Regions from separate parts of the Mus musculus genome. Here all the other regions are linked to region 1. The links are chromatin contacts, called in public ChIA-PET, HiChIP or PLAC-seq and promoter capture Hi-C maps. All regions are on one chromosome and are shown on one strand. Each heading gives the region's core, a stretch centred on a gene start, on an enhancer-like site or on the middle of the called end of the contact. The rest is flanking DNA. Distances are from core to core; before and after follow the strand shown. Region 1 holds the start of Tspan32 (tetraspanin 32). Region 2 holds the start of Osbpl5 (oxysterol binding protein-like 5). Region 3 holds the start of B130016D09Rik (a long non-coding RNA gene). Region 4 holds the start of Tnfrsf23 (tumor necrosis factor receptor superfamily, member 23). Region 5 holds the start of Ctsd (cathepsin D). Region 6 holds the start of Cars (cysteinyl-tRNA synthetase). Region 7 holds the start of Lsp1 (lymphocyte specific 1).

Region 1 (2,875 bases), core at 272-2,771:
TGAGTCCGGGCAGCATCGTCCTGCCTCAGCCTCCATGGCACTGGGATTACAAGCATGCGCTGCCATGCCTGACTTCTTTAACATGGGTTCTGGGGTATCCGACCTCAGGTCCTCATGCTTGCACTGCAAACACTTCAACTGAGCCCTGTCCCCAGCCTGTGTATTTTGAGGTGGGGGTCTCACTGAGTGTGTTAGGTTAGCCTCTGACTTGCTAATACCTTCCTGCCTCAGCCTCCCAGGTGCTGGCTGTGGGAAGCATGCTCTGCTTTTGTTTTTCAATCAAATATGGCTAGTTCACCGAAGGTCAATACAAACAGACTTCCTCCATCTTGAAACGCCTATGCCTGTTTGCCCAACCCCTGGACATTTCCTGAGATTTGACTCTATCACACCCTTCCCCTCTGTGCCAGTTATGAATTGGTTAATGCCATCAGGTCGGTCATGAGACACATTTGCCACTTGCAGAAGTCCTGTTTGGGGATTAGTCCCAGGAGGACTTTGGGACATGAGGTCTAACCAAACACTAAAGGTTTTTACGTAGCTGGACAGTTACAGGTTAGTACACCCTTACAACCAATGCCATGCCTTATAACCATAGGTCCTTCTCTTTCTGCTCCCCTCAAGACTCCACCCCTCCCCATGCTGCAGTGTAGCCCAGCCTACCCAAAGGGAGGCCTCATGCCTACAAAAATCCAGTTATCTTGGGCCAGGCCAGAGCAACAGCTGGTATAGAAACTGCCCCCCTTCCGGCCTGCCCTTCTTCCTTCCCCCAACACAGCCACTAGGTTACAAGGGTTGCTGACAGATAGGAGGACACAATGATACCTACTGTGTCTGCTGTGGTCTGAGGTCCCCACCCACTGGGGAACCACAGAAGGGAGGAGAGTAAAGAGGAAGGGAGGAGAGGGGAGGTGAAGGGAGGGGAGAAGAGAGGAGAGGAGACGAGGGCAGAGAGGAGAGGAGCTGAGCACCATGGGGCACTGGAATCGAATCAAGATTGCCAAATGCCAGATACTGATCACCAACTTCCTAGTCTTGGTAACATGCATGTGGGGCAGGAGTGGATGGGTGGGCAGGCAGGAGAGGAAATAGTTCACCATGCCCGGGCTTCCAGCACTGTGGTCTTCCCTCCTGCCACACCACAGTCCCTCAGACTGGTTCTGGGTCCCTGGTGGCCACCTTTAGAGGACTGTGAACATCTGTACCTGATGTCCTTGTAGGCAAGGGTCAGTGAAGAGCCTGGGAAAACCTAGGTTGGCTGGTGACTTAAGAGTGTGCAAGGACTACCCGGAAGGGGTGCTGCTTGGGACCCAGAGACTGGGACTGCCAGGTCAGGGACTGCAGACGAGTCTCTGCAGACAGTTTGATATGAGCTCCTGGGTCTTCAGATGGGAGGACACAGCGATACCTACTGTGTCTGCTGTGGTCTGAGGTCCCCACTCACTGGTGAACCACAGAAGGGAGGAGAGTAAAGAGGAAGGGAGGAGAGAGGAAGTGAAGGGAGGGGAGAGGAGAGGAGAGGAGAGGAGCTGAGCACCATGGGGCACTGGCTAGTGTGTTTTCTACTTATCTCTGTGTGTAGTACACTATCTGTGAGTGCCTGCCCACAGAAATATGTAGGCCTCCTGTAGCTGCCTTGTTCCTGTGCACCAAGGAAGCTGGAGGGAGCCAGGCTGGGGGCCTAAGAAGCCCAGACCCTATATTCTGTCAGGGTGAGGGGCCTCTGCAACTCCCCAGCGCTGACAGTGAGCCCACTTCACCCTCAGCTGCTGGGCCTCTCTATGGCCACCATGGTGGTTGTCATTCACTTTGGAGACCACTTTACTGTGATTGGCCATGCATCGTTGGAGAGGAACCCCTATGAAACACTGCGCTATTGGGGTAAGTGAGACCAGAAATGGCTGTGGAGTGGAAGTGAGAGGGCTCCAGGGCCAAACACATCTGGGAGGAACAGACCTTACTCCCCAGCCCTAGGCTGCCCAGAGGAGCTGGCTTTGGCCAAAAACCAGAGGTCAGGAGTAGGGAGAGGCAGCCCCAGTGTCTGGGTTGGACTAACAAAGGTGGGGAGGTTTAGGCGACAGCAGGCACTCCTGCCTTGATTCGCCTGCCCCATAGCAGTGGTGAAGCTGTGGCAGGGCCCAGATCTATGTGTTCAGGGCAGGGATCTCCTGGGGCCCACTCAGGTGGGCCTGTGGGGCTTGGCAGGGAATACCATATACAGAGGGCAGAAAATGTGCAGCTAGGACCCAACCTGCCAGGGTGCCTCACTTCCACAAGAACAAGGCCACTTTAATAAGAGGAATGCAAGGAATCTAGGAAGGTCACCACCCAGTAGGAAAAAGTGGAAAACTGAGGCCCCTGAATGGGGGATGGGTAGCCCCAGTCCCTGCCTTCCAAGGCACTAGGCCTCCCTTAGGCAGGAAGCCTGGGGCCTGGGCCTGCACTGATAAGGTACAGCCTACACTGTCACCTGTCACTAGAGTATGGGGATGTCCTTAAAGATAGTCTGTGAGGCAGGGAGGACAGGAGGAATGGGGGAAAGAGTACTGTCTCTTAGCTACCTTCTCTTCCCCCTTCCTTCTCAGCCTCAGGAGGACAGGCTATTGGGCTATGGACATTCCTTCTTTTGAGCCAGAGATATGTGCCTTTTGGGACCTCCCCGAAGGTCAGTTCTAGCTCTGTGACTCCCAAAGTAGATAGATTTCAGATCCAACCTCTATGCCCAGTCCCCAGGCTAGATTCCATACCCTCTGTCTTTCTCTTCCCACAGCCTTCTATGTGGGGATCAGCCTAGCGGGGCTCCTGAGCCTGGGAGCTGCTCTGAGCACCATAGCCACTGTGAGGGAGGCCCATGGCCTCATGGCTGCGGTAAGTT
Region 2 (2,875 bases), core at 162-2,661, 730 kb after region 1:
CTGCAGTCAGGAGCCTGAAAGGGACAGCCAGATGTCACCACTTGCCACCCAGATCACCCTGATTTGTCTGACACCTGCAAAGCTCTCTGCGCTCCTCTGGAACCCCACCAAGTTCGAAATCTCAGCAAGCACCCCCACCTCCATCCATGCTGCTGCTTGAGCAAAGATATTGGGGCAGAAATGTAGTAAGGAAAGTCAGCCACTTGGCTGTTATCGCAAGGGAGAGGGGGAAATGACAGACAGACGGACGGACAGGCAGACGGATGATGGGGACATGGAAAACAAACTCAAAAGTGCAATATCCACCCCATCCAAGGGTCTTTCCCACTTCTCTAGGCCCTGACACCACCACTTCTGCTCCTGTGACCAGACAGAGGTGTGTAGCAGAGGCTGGAGCCAAAGGTTGATACATATAGGAACCTTTAAGTACAGACAAGTGGGTGACAAGTCCCAGGGAGAAACAGAGAGCAAAAGACAAGAAATTCAAATCAGTGGTTCTAGTAAGCCAAGCCCAGCCTGGCTCAGGTTGGGTGAGGGGTGAAAAAGCCCCCCTTGGCCCTAATTGGGGGTGTCTACCCACAACCCCAGGAGCCACTCACAACTGGGATCAGGGACTTGGACCTAAAAAGCCAGGATATCTGAAGTGGGAGGCAAAGCCAGCTGGACCTGTGGCTGGGAGGGGCTCAAGTCCTACCCACCCCAGTCGTAGAAATCCGCAAGTGCAGCTCAAGTCATCTGGACAATGCCAAGCTCCCTCCCTTTCTCTCAGGGCCAAGTCCTATGAGAGGCCATGGGTGGACAGAGTCCAAGGGCAAGATGGGTCAGCAGTCACTTGCTCTGCGGACCCTGACGAACCATCCTGAGAATCAAGCCAGGGAACTGAGATCTCAGACCCAAGATCTTACAGGACCTCTTAGACACCCCTTCCCTGCTATTGCTGGGCTGGGGTACAGACCCCTCCATATCCTGGGTCGGAGGCTGCCAGACCCTCCCACCCATTCGCCTAGTCCTGACTCCTTTTAGCCTCACCAAGTGGGAAACGGGGCTGGACATGCCGCACCCACACGCGGGCCCCACCCGCCACCCAGAAGTCCCCAGGCATTTGGACTCCCCAGCCAGGCGCTGTTTCCCATACAAGCTGCTGTTTGGGTCTACTCGGATCTATGCAGGGGCTCCCCCAGACCAGCCCCTGAGGGCTCCCCGACCCCCACGCCGGCTCTGTGGCCCTGAAGCCTCTCAGGCCCGCTGAATCCCCTCCTGGCCTTTCTCGGCCTTCCACCAGCCCCATCCTTCCCGGTCCTCCCAGCAGCGGAGCTCCTACCGTGCTGGTTGTACTCAGTGCTGGGGCCGGGCCGGGCCGCCTGGGCCCGCGAGGGGCTCAGCTGTCGCTGAGCAGCAGGAAATACCAGAGGGCTGATCCAGGCGAGGCGGAGCGAGGGAGCGGAGGGCGGAGGAGGGAGGAGAGCGCGGCAGACGCAAAACCCCGGGTGGACCAAGGGCGGATCGGCTGCTGGGGAGGCACGCTGGGGACCCAGTCCTTGCCCGGAGCCTGAGCCTCCTCCCCGGTGCAGGCTGGGGGGCATAGGAATCCTTAAGTATAGACAAGTCGGTGGCACCTGCGCGCCAGGGCTGGGGACACCGCCCCACAAATAGCCAAAGGAGGGGAGGGTGGCGGTAAGCAGCGCTAATCTTGGGAGGGGTCTTCTATTTGAGAAGCATACCTGGGTGCGGTGCCCTTCCCCTTCCAGAACATAAGACCTCTCTCTCCCAAAACCAAACCCCACTGTCCTTGTCCTACACAGGGGCTCAAGGGGACCCCTTGGTCACCATCCATGATTCCCACTACACTTCTTTCAGGATGCCTTGGCTGAGACTCTGACTCTTGGGGCTGGAGAGATGACTCAGGTTAAGAGCATATGCTGATCTTCCAGAAGATCACAGGTCCATTCTCCGCACCCAGGTCAAGCTGCTCACAGCCACCTGTAACTCCAGTTCCAGGTGATCTGACAACCTCTCTTAGCACCTACACCCATGTGACATCACACACACACAAATAGAAATAATAATACTTTTTAAACTAATTATCCTGATAACCAAGACCTCCTATGTGTCTACCACCCTTTACCACTCTCCAAGAACTTTCTAGACTCCTCAATCCTCTTGTATTTAGAAGACACTTTTCTAATTTGATACCACCCATATATAGAGGCTGATCTTAGAGTTCTCCAGCTGAGACCCTCAGCATGAGGTTCTTTGGGGTGTGTGTGTATGTGTAAGGGTCCTTCCTGTAGAGTTCCCAAGAGCCACCCAAGCAGGAAGTTTAGCCTGCCTCCTCCAGCCGCTGGAATCAGGTAGGACACAGAAAGGTATAGAGGCTTTCCCAGCAGAACCTTCTACCCCAGGAATACCGGTGTGAGTGTGGGCAGAGCCCCAGCTGATTCCCACATTGTTAGTAGGTGCTGGACAGCAGAAGTGCTTCCAGGCTATGGGAAACCACTGCTGCTAAAAGCCACTGGGTAGGGCTGTGGCGTGCAAACCTGGAATAGACAACTTCCAGTCTCTGTAGACCCCTTGTCCACTCAGCCTTAGCCATGCCTCCCCTGTTAGACAGAGGCTAGGGGTTCCACCTGGTGGGCAAGTACCAGCATCTTGTGCACAGGTAAGGAACTTAGGCGGGCTCATTCTCAGTTCATCATGGGACCATCCCTACCCAACCCCAGTCACCTGGCGAGGCCTTCGGATGCAGAACTGCTCAGACAAGATGCTCAGGGCCATGGTGAAACTGCCTTCTTGAGGTCTGAGGGGTGGCTCTGCCCTTCCAGCAGGACTGTGTGCAGTGTGGGCCGCTTCACAGATGGAGACCAGCCTGCCTGCT
Region 3 (2,875 bases), core at 189-2,688, 720 kb before region 1:
TAGTCTGTGTAACTGTGCTGTGGAGGAAGGGTGGTTGAACCTTGATTTTTAGAGCTCCAGGGCCCAACCTCCAGATCCTAAGTATTTCACTGAGGATTTGAGTAGACAGTCAAGATATGCTCACAGCTAGGTGACCTGGGTTGGAGCGAAGTATAGGGATCCACCCTGGGGCAGTATTACTTTGCCTGACAAAGTTTCTCATCTTCCCAGTCAACCAGTATTAGCTATTTTGACTCTACAGGGTACAGCAGAGAAATAAATTGAGTTTTTTGAGAGCATCAGCCTTTCTTGGCCATTGGTGAGCTTAGCTGGGAAGTTCATATGAGGAAGAAGGACCCTTCCTTCATAAGAGAGTCCTTGGGGCTCAGAGCAGCAAAGGTGACATGGAGTAATTTACAACTTTGCAAATCTGGTCCTCAGCACCCTGTGGCACCCTGAATGAATGCAGAGCACATCTTAACAATCCTCCTGCAGGGGACATCACTCCCTCCCCTTCCTTTTTAGCTGAGTAATCAGGAGGGCACAGTCTTACCCAGCAGCTGGTCTCATCTTTCTGCTGCTCTGCTTTGTCTTTTGGTGAACACATTCGTATGTGGGTTCATCTCTTTATTTCCTATCCTGCTTATTTTTGACCTTATTATGTACTCAATCTTGCAGGGCAAGCTTGATTTTTAGTGTGTACTATAAACACCTAATTTGGTTGCATGTTAGTGAGAGACTTGGGTGTAGGATGACTAGCAGGGGTCCTGTTTTATTTTGTTTTGTTTATTTGTATGAGGACATAGATGGGCACCCTAAATGTTGGAGACCATACCATAAGAAAGTAGGCCTTTCAAAGTTTTCCACCCTAACAAGCCAAATGGCCTTGTGCTAAGGAGCTGGTCTTCACCCCCTCCTCCCTGTTTCCTTCCTGGCACCTGAGGCTGTAAAAAGCTGAATTATAGTCCCCTCTTCCTTATCTCTTCCTGACTCCCAAGACTTCAAAGGACATGAGTTACAAGCTGAGCCCAGCCTGACACCCAAGGCTGTTAAGGAGGATTCTACATTCCAGAGATAAGAGTGCCTGGCCGCCTGCAGTTTGAATTAGGCCTTCATGTCCCCAGATGCCCACTTCTTTGTTCTTAGTTGATCCCCCTCAACCCCTCCCTATTCCCCTTAAAACCTGGCATTTCAGCCTAATAAACTGAGACCTTGATAGGAACCCTTCTTTGTCTCTGCGTCTCCTTCCTTTCCTCGCATTTCTCTTCAGGTTTGTGGTCCCCCTTGCACCCAGGAAGAACTGGGTCCTGCTGGGTGGGACAAGTGGCGCCTAACTGAGGTTCGGAGCGTTTTGCCTTAGGTGGAGATTACGGAGTTTGACTCCCCCAGAGAAGTTCGTAGGGACCCCAAGAAAAAAGAAGTGAAGGACTGCTTCAGCAGCTCACCGGAGAGAGAAATCCTTGGTAAGTGATTCATCTCCACTGAGAAATGGGAACTAAGCTTTCTAAAGAGGCAGCCTTTATAAAAGGCTTAAAGGTGGCTCTCAGGGAAAGAGGAGTTAGAGTTAAAAAGAAAGATTTGATAAACTTTTTTATTTTCATAGACCAGGCAGGTCCATGGTTTATTATAGATGGCGCAGAGATACATTGTAAGAAATGGATAAGAGTAGGAAGAGAATTAAGTGAAATTTTGGCAAAGCAGGACCCCGATGCTATTCCTGCAAATATATTTACTTATTGGAGTCTAATCCGTGATTTAATACAAAGTGCAGTTGATGATCCAGAGAAACAGCAGCCTTTGTCAGTGGCAGAATATTGCCTCTGTCCCCTGTCTCTGGAAGCTTCAGAGAGCTCCCTCCCTACTAAAAAGCCTCCAATAGCTGCAGACAGGCCCGAAGTCCTGCAGACTGCTCTCTACCCCCATATCCCGGTAAGCGCATTGCCTGCTGACCCGCCACTGATCAATCTAGAATTTAAAAAATCTTTGGCTGAAAGCCCTTTAATTTCTGGGGACACAGACACTTTAGAGGAAGAGATAGTCCGTCCCCGTAAGCCCGAGCGATTGCCGGGCGCTTCAGCTCCTCCCTGCAATGCCTCGTCCTACCTGCCACCAATCTGCGCTCCCGAGCCGTGGCCCCAGGCGCTGCCGGTCCCTACTCTCATTGATGCTAAAGACAAGCTCGCGTCTCAGGTAGCAGGATTACAAGAAGTTTTAGAGCTCCAGCAACAGTACGCCCGCCTTTCCACAGAGCTCGCTTCACTCCAAAATTCTTTAAAAGAGACTATCCTTGCCCCTCCCCCAGCCTCAGCCTCGGGCGGCGTAAAAAAGAAAGCTCCGCGAGCGGTAAAAACTAAAACATTGGCTTCCCCCGTAATTACTCGCTCCACGAGAGCTGCTAGCTACGACCCGCCCACTTCTACGGCGGAGACACAGCCCCCAGCCACCCGTGCCGAATCTGCTTCTGCAGAAATTGGGCCTTTAGAAAGGCCCCAGGCCGACCTCTCCTCGGACACTAACAGCGAGGGCGGAGAAGATTATGAGTGTGAAAACGAAGTAGAACGTGAGCCAGAGGAACAAATTTCTGCTCCTGTCCAACAAACAGAATTCCGCAGACTACGTTTTAAGCTCTTAAAAGAGCTTAACTCTGCGGTTAGAACTTATGGCCCATCTGCCCCCTACACGCTTTCGCTCCTAGAAGCTCTTCCGGGAGGCGAACATATGCTCCCTAGTGAGTGGATCAAAGTAATCCAAACTGTGTTAACACGCGGGCAATTTCTCTCATGGAAAGCCGATTTCCTCGATCGGTGCCAGACAATTGCAGTGGCTAATCAGAAAAATCCTCGGGCGCCATCTGCTGGCTGGACCTTTGAAAAGCTTTCTGGTCAAGGTAAATACG
Region 4 (2,875 bases), core at 120-2,619, 680 kb after region 1:
ACAAAAACAGCCTAATATTGTCTAGATTGTTTCTGGGGATTTCTGGACGACAAAATGCACCACTTTTCAGGCGGTGCCTGGGCAGGCATGGAGCCCCAGAGCCCTAATAGGGATGGGAAGAGATTTCAGGGTCAAGGGCCATCCCATGTGAAACCTGCCTGTGAAATATGTTCGAAGTCCCTCAAAGTGCTGGGAACTTTGAAGTCACCTCTGAGTTGCATATCCTCTGGCCCCTTGCCCAGGAGATTCCCAGGGAAGCTGGATGCCCTCTAGGTCCATTTCTGTGAAAGCTGCTCACCAGCAGCTAGCAAAGAATTACTATTAACCAGCTCCTAGATGGTTTAAAGAAATGCTGATTACATGTAAGTGGTCTCTGACTGCTCAGATACTATCTTAGAACAATCTAAGGGTTATTTTGTTGTTGTTGTTGTTGTTATAACTAAAGATCTGAATGTGTTAGAAAATGGATATCCTTACAGGTTATAAAACATAAACCTTTTTCTGCCTATTTTTGGGTTTGAAGACTCTTATGAGAGAAAATTGACATAAAATTAAGTTGGCTGTAACTAAAATGTCATTTACAGGATTGTCTAGGTTTTTTGTTTGGTTGTTTGGTTGGTTTTGGTTTTTTTTTTTATTTGTTTGGTTTTTTTGGGTTTTTTTTTTCCGTTAGTTTGTTTTGGTTTTCAGCCTTTCTGTGTGTAGTTCTGGCTGTTCTGAGACTCCTTATGTAGATCAGGCTGCCCACTAACTTAGGTTTAACTGCAGTTTAAGATTAAAGAGACAAGAAGCGATCTCGGGACGAACTTAGCAGAGACCCGAAAGGCCCAGGAAAGGCATAGCCAGGCCTTCCACACAGATCCTTTTGTAGTAGTTAGTACTACACCCCAAGACGAGCCGGGCCGGACCCACCCAAGGCGCACAGTCGCGCGGGCCACTGCAGTCCGCAATGGCACTTTCCCGAGTCACCTTCGGAAGGACCGCTTTCAGATGAGAAAGCGAGGAGAGGCGTGTCCGTCTTGTCCGGGAGCTCAGGGACCAACCGGACACACTTTCTCTGGCTACCCGCTTGGCCATTCCCCTGCCTCTGCTTCACCTCCACAATTCCCCAACTCTGGACCACTTAACTCTGGACGAAGTTCTGAGGAGTTGGTTGGCGGTGCCAAGGCTGACCCTGGCGGAAGAGCCAATTCACCGCCCGCAGTAGCTTTCCTCTGCAGCCCGGGGATCCGGTGCCCAGCGCGAATCTCAGCTCCGCAGGGCCATATCTACTCACCGGCAAGAACAGATTCAGCAGCAGCAGCAAGAGGAACCAGTGACTCAGACTGGAGACGTGGCTGAAGGTAACCATGGCTGTGAGCTAGCATGGTGTCACTCAGCTGGAGGAGCTCTATTTCAAGCTGGTGGCCACGCCTCTTGTCAGCGGATTGGTTTCTGTATGGTTGCCTAATCTCGTGGGCGGGTCCAGCGCCACCACTCTTGCCTTCCCACCACCATCAGTGCTCAGTAATATCTAGTTTTCTATAAATACAGTAATTTTAAATGCCTGTGACGTTATTAACAGAATCATATTTGTTATAAGCAGCAAGCTAAAGTCGAATTCTCTGCCTTCGTTTGTTTTCCATTACAGTATACTGCTCTTTATTATAAGTTAATTAAAAATTTTCCTGGACCTGAGTGGAGGGAGAGGCATGAACTAGAGCTGGAATCGTTATAAAAGTCAGACTGCAGCAGACTGTAAACCTTCTCAAAAGCAACAAACAAAAAGAGGAAGATAAGCTACAACACACACTGTCTTAGCTCAACATGGGGAAGTTTGAAGTAACTCTATCCCTGTAGCTTTCCTGTGAGTGTTCACTGGTCAATGGTCTGGAGCAGCAGCTGAAGGCTTCACTGTCAGAGTCTGAGGGGCTGTGTGGGACTCGCTGACTCTGAGGACCTCAAAATATCCAGGACTCGTAGGCACTCTTCCAGTGCTGGGGTTGGGGGGGGTGTGTCGGGGGAGGAGGGCTGTATGAACATCCCTGGACTGTGAGTCCCTCACCTCTTCTTCCTTTCACTGTGTTTAGCTCCACTGTGTGTGCCAATCCAAGCTCATGGGACACAGGACATTTAAGCCAAGTCTACTAGTCTAACACAGGAAGTAGAATGCTTATTTCTCTAGGGAACTTGGGTTGGTTCATCTGTTCCACCCGCCCCCTCCAGGTATTCGAAAAAGTGGCCCACTACCAGCCCCATCCATCTCCCTTCCAAATGCCACTTCCTCTTTAAAATGAGGGAGGACTCAGAGACCTGGATTTCAATGGCTGCCCCAAAGAAGAGGAGCCTGGCTCCAGGCACCTGGTACTCTTTAATTCATCTCTTGCCTCTCTCCCTAGGGCCAGGGAGTGGAGCCTGTGCCCATCTGCCCTCACCTAGGCTGGGGAGTGGGAGGGGCCAATTCCTTGGCCAGCCTGATGCTCTTCTATTTCTTGTCTTCCCTCAGGCTGGTGTCTGCTCAGGAGTAAACCAAATCAAAACACAAACAAGTGTTTAGAAAGTTTGGTTAGTTCAACACGCTGAACTGTCCCTCACCCTTGGGAAGCAGAGGGAAAGTAGAGGAAGGGAAGAGGAGAGGACTGTGCACTTGTGGATGCTGTTGTCCCACCAGTCTCTGAGTAGCTCGGGAGCAGGGGGAGGCTAGTGGCTTTCCTTTTCTGCATACAGTTTACAGATCTGCCTTGTCCCACACTGTAGGTGGAGGGGAGGTGAAAGGAAGAGGCCTGTCTACCCTGGGCTAGATATTTGTGCTCCAGGTCCTTCTCTGCCCTCTGCCCTTTGCTCCTTTAAAACATTTATTTTAAAATGTGTGTGTGTGCATGTGTGTGTGTGTGTG
Region 5 (2,875 bases), core at 151-2,650, 620 kb before region 1:
AAGGCCCTTATATGCTCCCTGCAGCCCTGATGCAGACAACTAAATAGGGGACGCCACCATTAGATAGCAGAGGGAGAGGGGTCCCTGCCCTGCCCTCCAGGTCACCTCTCCACCACCACCCCACCCCCCACCCCCAGTTTGCTCCTGTTCCCAAGGAGAGCTGATCTGTAATCACTTGTTGAAACTTCTCTGCCCAGGGATTTGTAGCCAAGGTCACAGCTGACCTTTCCTGGCATGCACAGTGCATGCTCTGAGAGACATAGGAGTCTTGCCTAAGAGTAGTGGGCTGGAAGAGGCAGGCTTCTGGCCTGGGGCTTAGGGGAGGCACACACCCTGCAAAGGTCAGGAAACATGCCAACAAGCCTAAGAGTGTGGCTTTGTTTCTGGTGCCTAGTCTCAGGGATCCTGGAGTCCACAACACCTCTTCCCAGAGAAGAGAAGCCTGAGGGCAGGGCAGGCAAGCCCAGGGCAGGATCAAGCCTAGGCCACTCCCTACAATGGCTCCACTGAGGCTACCCACCCACAGCTTGCAGCCTACAGACTGGGCTCCTTCCCACCCAACCCTGGTGCCCAGCCGGCAGAGCCAGCTCTACTCCCGCAGCCTACGGCCTCAGCCACCTGCCACGACCAGGGACTCACAGAGTGGGAAAACACACGGGCTACCACCAAGACCTCATCTAGCACAAAGGCCAAGTCCACGGGCCTGAGAAGGGCCTGGTCCCCAGTGGGGTAGACCTCAGCTCCAAGGTATTTGAACTGGGCCACTCCATACCTTCTCTCTCTGGGACTTGTGCAACTCAGGAGGGAGGAGGAGAGATTCACCACCCAGGACAGGGGGGATCATCTTTGAGTAAACTTCTAGGGCTATGCACCAGTGCACAGCTGTCAAACAGGGTCCCTTAAAAGGAAAGGCCTGAGGAAGTTCAGGGGGGCAAGGGCCTACTAGGTTTTCCAACTTCCACAGCTGGGTTCAACAGAATCCTATCCATGGGGCAGCACTTCTCCTCAGAAGCGGCCGCCCCGCTACACACACACACACACACACACACACACACACACACACACACACAGAGGCGAGGTTGGAGTCAGACCCACTTGTGGCCACCCTACTGTACCCTCCTGTTCGACCATAGGAGTCATAGGAGTGGAGAGGGGCCCAGGAGACCCCTGCCTTTTGAGTGTCTCGCCCCATAGTCTGTGGGACCCTGAGGAAGGCTGCGCTGGGTGCACAGGTGCATTCCAGCACGGCCGGAGCACGCGGCACTCCAGGTGACGAGCCCCGCATCTCCGGACCCAGAGCGGGTCCTCACCTGATAATCGCGAAGGAGGACGAAGCCAGGAGGCCGAGAATGAGCAGCAAGACGCCGGGAGTCTTCATGGTCGCGGCGGCCCGAAGAGAGCAAAGCTTAAAGCCAGAGGTCGCCGGCTTATAGGCAGGATGACGCCGCAGTCCCGCGGAGTCAGCTGACCCGCTTGTTTGGCCCTCAACGGGTCACGTGAGACGCGGGCGAGGGGCGGGGCGACCCGAACCCGCCTCCAACACTGCCCGGGCGCAGGCGTGCCCTACTCCAGGCCTACGCACGGCTCTCGGGAACGCGCCCGCCCACTTTCCTGGGACCGGAGAATGACTGGATACAGGTCACGTGGGGGAAGGAAGACCAGGCAGGCCCGGAAGCATCCAGAGGGGCGGATCCTGCCCTCAGCTCCGCCCCTCCCTTAATCTGTCTTTTTTGCATAATTGGGGTGCCCACTACCAGGATGTGGTCTTTGTCTGATTGGGCCCTGACCCTCTCCTGGATGCCAGCTTAAACCTAAGCCTTTTCTCTTTCAGCTCTGTTCCTCCTTGAGAATTTCCCTGGAGCCTCTCTGGACTCTTGGACCAGCAAACTTCACCCTCTTCAAAGCTCCACTACCTACTCATCTCCCCAGAGCAACACCCTTTTTATTTAAGCTGGAACACCTAACATGCACATTCCATAATGTAGCAATGTTGATTGCAGGCCTAGTCCTGGACTATGCATCTATTGATACAAGGGGTAGGGTGTACAGTGAGATGAGACCAGGGTTGCAATCGCCACTTGGGTCTTAACTACTTCACTCTTTAATGCCCTGCTTGGTGTCAGCAAATGAATTGGGTGCTGTTTGAGAGAGGCAGAGTCCAGCTCTCCATCATGGAGAGCTGAGCCCAGAAAGGCATTTAAGGGGAATGTCCTCTCTGAGAGGTGGTGTCCATACAAGGACAGGAACGCAGAGGAGCCTTGCCAGGGTCTGATCCCGGGAGCGCTTTTGGACATGTTCTACCTGTATTGAGGAGGTGGATGCCTCTAAGTCCACTCTACACATGGACACATGAGCTGTTCTGGTTCCCCAGGTTCAAAGCTACAATTCCCATCAAGTTACATCAAGTTGGGCACTTGACCTCTGCCAAGGCTCTCCACTCAGGGTCAGTGTTAATAGCTACACGTGGGTCACCACAGCCTGGATCCTGCCTCCACAGTCAGCACTCCACACATTGCTTAAAGCTTGGGTGTGAGGGCGAGAGCTGCCCTAAGATCTTGGAATCTGACCCTCTACTCCTTTGAATCTAAGACTATTCTTTGGTAGCCCAAGAGACAGGGTCTGGCCCTGGAGTTGCCATTTGCTTCCTAGAGTTGCTATCTAGAGATGATTGCTGGACCATGGGTGGGCAATGGGAAAGGTCCTCTGGGGCACCATGCTGGCTCTCCCAGCCCTGCCATAAATAGTGTTGCAGGGTGCTCAGGTGCCAATAGAGACATCCATTAGATGTGTGTCGGCATGACTGGAGGCAGGACATAGCGGTCAGCTGTGCTCATGTGTGGCTCATATAAGCCACAGGGTAAGAGACTGATGGGGA
Region 6 (2,875 bases), core at 143-2,642, 590 kb after region 1:
TCATCACAGAGACTAAAACCTACACTAAGCATTCTGCCTTTGAAGGCTTGCTTCTCACCTTCCAGGATATGGGCCAAGGCCTTTGCTCTTTCTAGAACCCACTTGCTAAAAAGATGAGAAAAGACACTGCTCTTCAGCGATCTGCCAAGGCCCAGGTCTACCCTGGGGTGACGTAAGTGACTGCTTTCTGAGGGAATCTCCCAATTGGCAATAAAGTAGATTGCCAATGATGCTCTGACAGTGATGCTCTGACTGGACAGGTCTCTGTGGTGACTGCTGACCACACTGGAGATTAAAGCCTTCATAAATCCCCAAGCTCTTTCATGTATGCGTACACGGAGTCCCTGCTTCCTCTGCCCTACTTCCCTAAGTACCAACCTCATGTGCCCTTCCGCCCACCTGCTTGGGCAGAAGACCAAAACAATCTTTGGGCCTTTGCCTTACCCCCAAAGTCCAGCCAGGGCAGGAGGGGGAGTGGTGAGGTCTCATCCAGGTACCAACTAGAGTCAGGCTATTTGAAACAGGACCATCTCTCCTATTGCTGAGTATCCAAGGAAACTTTAGCCTTAACCCAATCAAAAAATTGAAGCTGAGGAAGGGAGGCACTTACAAGACAGGAGTCAGGTCCCACCAAGGAGTACTCTAGCTTCAGGGAGTCATGGCAGCCACCCCCAGGTCCTGGCCTGCCACTGTCCATTGAGACGCTGGCCATCCCCAGAGCTTTGGTTTTGCACTGCCCACTTGGGCCACGGCTGTCCCCACAGGCTTACCGGAGAACGTTTTATCCCAGAGCCCTGGACTGGATACTACTCACCTGAGGATCCATCTCTGCCCACTCCAGTCACTGCCTAATCCAGATCTCTAGCTTGTCACTGCCCACCTGGGCATGCACTGTTCCTAGAGCCCTGACCTAGCCACTGCCCAACCCAATAGCCTCCACTCTAGAGCCCTGGCTGGTCACTTCCCGCCCAGGGATCCTCTGCCGAACAGCCTTTGCCTGCCACTGCCCATTTAAGCCTTTACTATCTTCGGATCACTGGTCTGGGCACTGCCCACTTAGTCCATGGTTGTCCCCACAGACCCGACCTGAGCACTGAGTCCCTGGGTCTTGCTGCCCCCAACCCCTGGCTCGCTTGGCATTACCCACTCGTTCCACCGCTGTCGCCACAGCACTGGCCTGGGCACTGCCTCCTTGGACCATGCTGCCCACACAGCCCCAGCCCGGTACTGCCTACTCGGGCCATGCTTGTACCCAGAGCTCCACAGTCATCCCGCAAACCTCACCCTGCTCCGCGGAGGAACCTGCCATCACTGGGAATCAAGACCCGCGGCCGCCGCCACAGACGCCTTCCAGAATCTGATGCAACCGCGGCGCCGGAAGTCCCGCCCCACCAGTCGTCTTCCGGGCATGTCCAGTAGCTAGGCAACTGCAAACTGACGCCGACGTGGGGCATGATGGGAGAATACTATGGTTTACGCTGGCGCGGAACTTAATAGACACCAAAGGGCTAAGACAGTGAGAAGCGCAAACCCGGGCTGCTGAAGAGGGCTGGGAGGGGCGGGACGAAATGGGGGAGTGGGAGGGGCGAGGAGCTGGGTAGAGGGGCGGGGCAAAACGAGTAGAGATTAAAGAGATGCAAGGGAAAGGGTGGGGCAAGGGACTCAGCGACTGGAGGAGAGGGGCGAGGAAGACGCCTTTTTCTGAGACACTCTCCAAAAGGCCACACAAGCCTGGAAACAGGTGGTTCCTGTTACACTCTCTCCTGAATCCTTTTATTTCCTGTGTGTTCCTTAATTCCTGATGTCGCCTCCCAAGACACACCATCAGAGGGAGGTTTATGAGAAGAAATGGAAAGTATTATTTTAGAAACATAGCCAGGTATATAGCGAGACCCTGTCTCACAATTTTTTTTTTTTTTTAAAAGCTCCGTTTTGAGGTTGGAAGATGGTTCGGTGGTCAAGAGCACGGCTGCTCTTCTGGAGGACACCGGTTTGATTTCTAGCACTCACAACTGCTCACAACCGGTTGTAACTTCAGTTCCATGGGATCCTAACCCTCTTTTGATCCTTGTGGGCTTTGCATGCCTGTGGTGAAAAAGACATGTGTTGTGTGTGTGTGCAGGGAAATAAATAAATACAATTATATATTCTGGTATATATATATTCTGGCAACCATGGTCTTAATTCCTGGAAACTCAGGAGGGAGAAGCAGGCAGTTCTCAGTGAGTTCCAAGTCAGCCATGGCTCCATAAGAGACTCTGTCTCAACATAAATAAATAATTAATTAAAAAATAATTGATACTTGGTAATATGTATTGTTTGGTTATGTACCCTTGGGACAAGGGACTGAGGTGCAAATTTTATATTTCAAAGCAAACCTGGCCTCCAGGTTCTCTCAGCATCCCTCAGTCCCTACCTGGCATACCCTTGCTGTAACCCTGAACTTTCCAGCCCAGGGGCTGGACTGCCCTTCCCCCAGAGGCTCTTCCCTATATAAACCAGATGTTTTGGTCTTCCTCATCGCTCCTCCTGTCTTCTCTATGTTCACACCCTTTCTCTTTCTCTCTCCTCCCCCACCATGGTGACTTCCTTGGCCTCAGTCCTTGGGGCCAGTGAACTTTCGCCTGAGAGCAGCTTCCTAATAAACCTGCCTATATGTACTCTAATCAGGCTTGAATTGGTTCATTTCATGGGCAGCAGAGAAATAATGTATCACATAGGTCTTAGTTAGGGTCTTACTGCTGTGAAGAGACACCATGACCAAGGCAACTCTTATAAGGACAACATTTAATTGGGGTTGGTTTACAGGTTCAGTGGTTCAGTACATTATCATCAAGGCAGGAGGTGAGAGTTAGACCTCTTCAGCTGAAGGCCG
Region 7 (2,875 bases), core at 269-2,768, 540 kb before region 1:
TCCATCTGAAAGATGTTAGCTGCTGGATTTGAGGTCCTGAAAACTATGAAACCAATCCAGTCTGTAGGTAGCCAATGGTCTCCACCTCTCCATCCCCCAGCCCTAAGGACAAACAGGCCACAGAAAGTTCATAGATTAGTGGCTGGAATGCACCGATAAGGTGCCTGGATGGCGAGGCCCTGTGACAGACATAGGAACCAGTGAAAACCTCTTAAGAGGTGTCAGGACAGAAGTGGCATAACTCTGTCACCTGCCAAATGCATTCCCAGCCACTTATCAACAGAGCACTTAGGAGGGTCCCAAGGAAGCAAAGTGCAAAAGGAGAGAGAGAGGAGGCTGAAGAAAAAGCAGGCAGGTGTCCTGCCCAGTCTGCTGAACAATACTCACTCTTCCTGTTGCCCCCTCCTCAGGACTGGGATAGAGTAAGCAAGGCTTTGCCTCCACTGGACCATGTGGATAAGAAAGGGCTCCCTGCAGTCAGGCAGGCTTGCAAACACAGGTCTACCTCTAGATGATACTCTACAGCTTCTACTAAGTTTCCCAACACCCTAAGGCTCTCTTGCCTTTCTGCACTTCTCCTGTAAGACCTCATAGTGAGATTTCCGAGGTCACTCATTGCCCAGTGCTGGGAAATAGGGCACTGGCTCCTTTCTTTCTATCTCTTGGGTCAGCAAGCTTCAAAGAGAGAGTCTCTACCATGTTGTGGCTGCCTCAACTTGGCCCAGTGACACTTTAGCCCAAGTCCCGGGACTTTGGGATCTGGCTATCACATTCCCCATCATTCCTTTATAGTCCCTTTGGTTCCCTCCCAAAAGCCTCAGTCCTTCCTCTGGTGCTGCCTCTCAGGAGAACCCATGACCCACCCCAGCATAGCTGGGAACATCAACCGACTCTTCGACTGGTTCCAAATGCCCAGAGCACAGAGGCAGGATTAGAGAGAGCTGATGGAGCAGGGAGACAAGAGCGTCCAGCAGCTAGGAATGGAGACAGATAGAGACAAGCTCTAGAACCACAGACTAGGGGAGCACCACATGTGGGACCCTGGACATGGCTGGGGAGCAAAGGCTAACTAAGAGTGTCCAAGGCCATGACCTTGAAGCATCAAGAACTAGTTCCACCATGTTCATTGAGCACACTTGGAAGCACAGAAGATTTCCATGCAAAGCAATTGAAAGCAGTCCACGGACACTAAAGGGACCATGAATTCTGGACATTGTGGGAGACATAGCTACTCTCAGGTCTATGGACCAGAGTTGCAAGGAGTAGCCTTACTCACCTCTACCCTCAGCCCTTTTCTGTCATTCCAGGAGGCTATAGCTTGCTTGCTCAACACTTCCTGATGAGTGGTTTGGGTTTAGTTGGTTTTTGGTTTTTTGTTTTTTTGTTTTGTTTTGTTTTGTTTTAACTCTTCTTCTGTTGCAGCAACATAGGAAAAAAAAAAAAAAAACCCAAGCCCCATAGGTTTCAAACCTCAACCTGCTACAGGAAGGAGGAAGTGAAACCTGGGGCGGGAAGGGTGGGGGGCTGAGGCTCTAGGCCACCGCCCATCTACAGAGAAACACCAGGAGCCATAACAAGTGCACCCACACCGAAGACACCAGGCCCATGGCGGAGGCTGCCATCGATCCCAGATGCGAGGAACAGGAAGAGCTCCATGCAGAAGACAGCGAAGGGTGAGTTCCACTATGGGCAGTTTGCTTTGTGCCAAGTGCTGAGTAGGCAGAATCTCAGATAGGACTTAGATAGCCTTCAGAAACCCTCTCTTACCAGAGAGGTGTGTATCTCCTCTATCTCCCTCTGCAGCTTGGCCTAACTGGGAAAGGCTATCTTCCTGGCTAGGGTTCATAGCCAGAATAGAGAAGATGGATGCTTGGTGTGGAAGGGACTGGGAGTGGCTGGATATGGCCTGAACAGCAGGAGAGAGCAGTAGCTGTGTTGGGAGAAACTAGGCCTAGGAATCCTGACCTCATGCACCTATAGGCTTGTCTGAGGGGTCTGGCCTGCCTTAAGATACTGAGAGGTGACCAGGCCTCAGGGGTTCCCAAAGCTGCTATGTGAGGATAGAGAAGGTCAATGGTGTCTTATGGACCAGGCACTGTTGTTAAGTACAGTGGGTATGGGAATGAACATTGGCAAAGGTAAAGGGGGCCACTGCCCTGCAACAGACAGGGCTGGGCAGAGGCCTTTAGGCTGTCAGCTGCTTAAGGGCATCTGCAATTTAAAGGGATGTGAAGGGTGTTCCCTGTCTTTCCTGTGTTGGGTCATAAGGTGGGGGTGGGGGTAATGAGAAGGGAAGCTGTTAGTGGGTAGACATGGAGACCAAGCCAGGCCATTGGTGCCTGCCCTGCCCTGTCCCAGGAACAGGTCTCAGAAGAGGGTGTCAGGTCTTGGGGACAGGTCAGAGGCTAGCAGCCTCATGGGAGCAGGATGTGGGGGCTGCGGTCCAGGTGTGTAAGAGGAAGGGGAAGAAAGAGGTAAAACATAAAATTGCTACCGGAGCTGCCAGGCTGCCAGGGAGAGTGTGACTCTTAGGGTTCAGCCACAGGCTCAAGGAGATAAGGCCCACCTTAGCAGGGGTTGCAGGGTCTCTGCAGTTCGCAAGCCGGACGCCAGATCTTGGGCAGGAACAGCAATTCCTCAATCCTTATCAATGATAATGGGAAGAAACCTCACTTTGAGGGGTGCATGTTGGGGGGTCTCCACACTATTGCTTTGCATTTGGACCCTGGTTAGAAAGTTGTCCAAGGAACCCTCAGGCTAGGAAAGGAGTCTGAGGCTAAGCAGAGACTGGCCTGGTCTGGGTCAGCACCCTTGTGCCAGCCTTGGGATTCCAGGGCCATGTTGTTCCCAGAAAGGCTCTATGAAGTCTGTCTCC

Evidence for each region. Promoter capture Hi-C pulls out the DNA fragments that hold promoters and counts their contacts. ChIA-PET counts read pairs in DNA pulled down with a chosen protein or histone mark. HiChIP or PLAC-seq counts read pairs in DNA pulled down with a chosen protein or histone mark.
Region 2: an H3K27ac HiChIP or PLAC-seq map of acute myeloid leukemia shows a contact between it and region 1, with 4 times the contacts expected there. The contact joins the promoter of Osbpl5 here to the promoter of Tspan32 in region 1. A contact is called at or near these places in 1 of 39 promoter capture datasets (frontonasal cranial neural crest), 2 of 484 Hi-C or Micro-C datasets (CD4 T cells and regulatory T cells) and 2 of 115 datasets of contacts at active chromatin or transcription factors (acute myeloid leukemia and double positive thymocytes).
Region 3: a promoter capture Hi-C map of liver shows a contact between it and region 1, with 3 times the contacts expected there. The contact joins the promoter of B130016D09Rik here to the promoter of Tspan32 in region 1. A contact is called at or near these places in 1 of 39 promoter capture datasets (liver) and 1 of 115 datasets of contacts at active chromatin or transcription factors (memory CD8 T cells).
Region 4: a contact with region 1 is called in an RNA polymerase II ChIA-PET map of memory CD8 T cells, with 23 read pairs. The contact joins the promoter of Tnfrsf23 here to the promoter of Tspan32 in region 1. A contact is called at or near these places in 1 of 39 promoter capture datasets (hippocampal neurons) and 2 of 115 datasets of contacts at active chromatin or transcription factors (double positive thymocytes and memory CD8 T cells).
Region 5: a promoter capture Hi-C map of pre-B cells shows a contact between it and region 1, with 3 times the contacts expected there. The contact joins the promoter of Ctsd here to the promoter of Tspan32 in region 1. A contact is called at or near these places in 2 of 39 promoter capture datasets (the 3T3-L1 cell line and pre-B cells) and 1 of 484 Hi-C or Micro-C datasets (the G1E-ER4 cell line).
Region 6: a contact with region 1 is called in an RNA polymerase II ChIA-PET map of memory CD8 T cells, with 19 read pairs. The contact joins the promoter of Cars here to the promoter of Tspan32 in region 1. A contact is called at or near these places in 1 of 39 promoter capture datasets (pre-B cells), 3 of 484 Hi-C or Micro-C datasets (CD4 T cells, effector CD8 T cells and embryonic stem cells), 2 of 115 datasets of contacts at active chromatin or transcription factors (the 230-238 cell line and memory CD8 T cells) and 3 of 9 other capture datasets (adipose tissue, liver and pancreatic islet).
Region 7: a contact with region 1 is called in a promoter capture Hi-C map of pre-B cells, with 4 times the contacts expected there. The contact joins the promoter of Lsp1 here to the promoter of Tspan32 in region 1. A contact is called at or near these places in 2 of 39 promoter capture datasets (the C10 cell line and pre-B cells) and 2 of 115 datasets of contacts at active chromatin or transcription factors (memory CD8 T cells and pancreatic cancer cells).

The regions. Positions count from the first base shown.
Region 1 is chr7:143,004,138-143,007,012 of GRCm38.p6, forward strand. Tspan32 (tetraspanin 32) reads left to right here and starts at 1,522. Exons shown (of 8, transcript NM_020286.3): 1 at 1,522-1,881; 2 at 2,771-2,868. The coding sequence starts at 1,782.
Region 2 is chr7:143,738,949-143,741,823 of GRCm38.p6, forward strand. Osbpl5 (oxysterol binding protein-like 5) reads right to left here and starts at 1,412. Exons shown (of 22, transcript NM_001199227.1): 1 at 1,322-1,412.
Region 3 is chr7:142,282,025-142,284,899 of GRCm38.p6, forward strand. It overlaps B130016D09Rik (a long non-coding RNA gene), which reads left to right and starts at 1,439. Exons shown (of 1, transcript XR_003946899.1): 1 at 1,439-2,875. It overlaps Gm45889 (a long non-coding RNA gene), which reads left to right and starts at 1,190. Exons shown (of 2, transcript XR_870059.2): 1 at 1,190-1,442.
Region 4 is chr7:143,684,506-143,687,380 of GRCm38.p6, forward strand. Tnfrsf23 (tumor necrosis factor receptor superfamily, member 23) reads right to left here and starts at 1,370. Exons shown (of 6, transcript NM_024290.4): 1 at 1,277-1,370. The coding sequence starts at 1,351.
Region 5 is chr7:142,386,427-142,389,301 of GRCm38.p6, forward strand. Ctsd (cathepsin D) reads right to left here and starts at 1,401. Exons shown (of 9, transcript NM_009983.3): 1 at 1,311-1,401. The coding sequence starts at 1,378.
Region 6 is chr7:143,598,698-143,601,572 of GRCm38.p6, forward strand. It overlaps Cars (cysteinyl-tRNA synthetase), which reads right to left and starts at 1,393. Exons shown (of 23, transcript NM_013742.5): 1 at 1,285-1,393. The coding sequence starts at 1,309. It overlaps Gm15579 (a long non-coding RNA gene), which reads left to right and starts at 1,407. Exons shown (of 2, transcript XR_870064.3): 1 at 1,407-1,516; 2 at 1,926-2,161.
Region 7 is chr7:142,459,294-142,462,168 of GRCm38.p6, forward strand. Lsp1 (lymphocyte specific 1) reads left to right here and starts at 1,519. Exons shown (of 11, transcript NM_001136071.2): 1 at 1,519-1,673. The coding sequence starts at 1,606.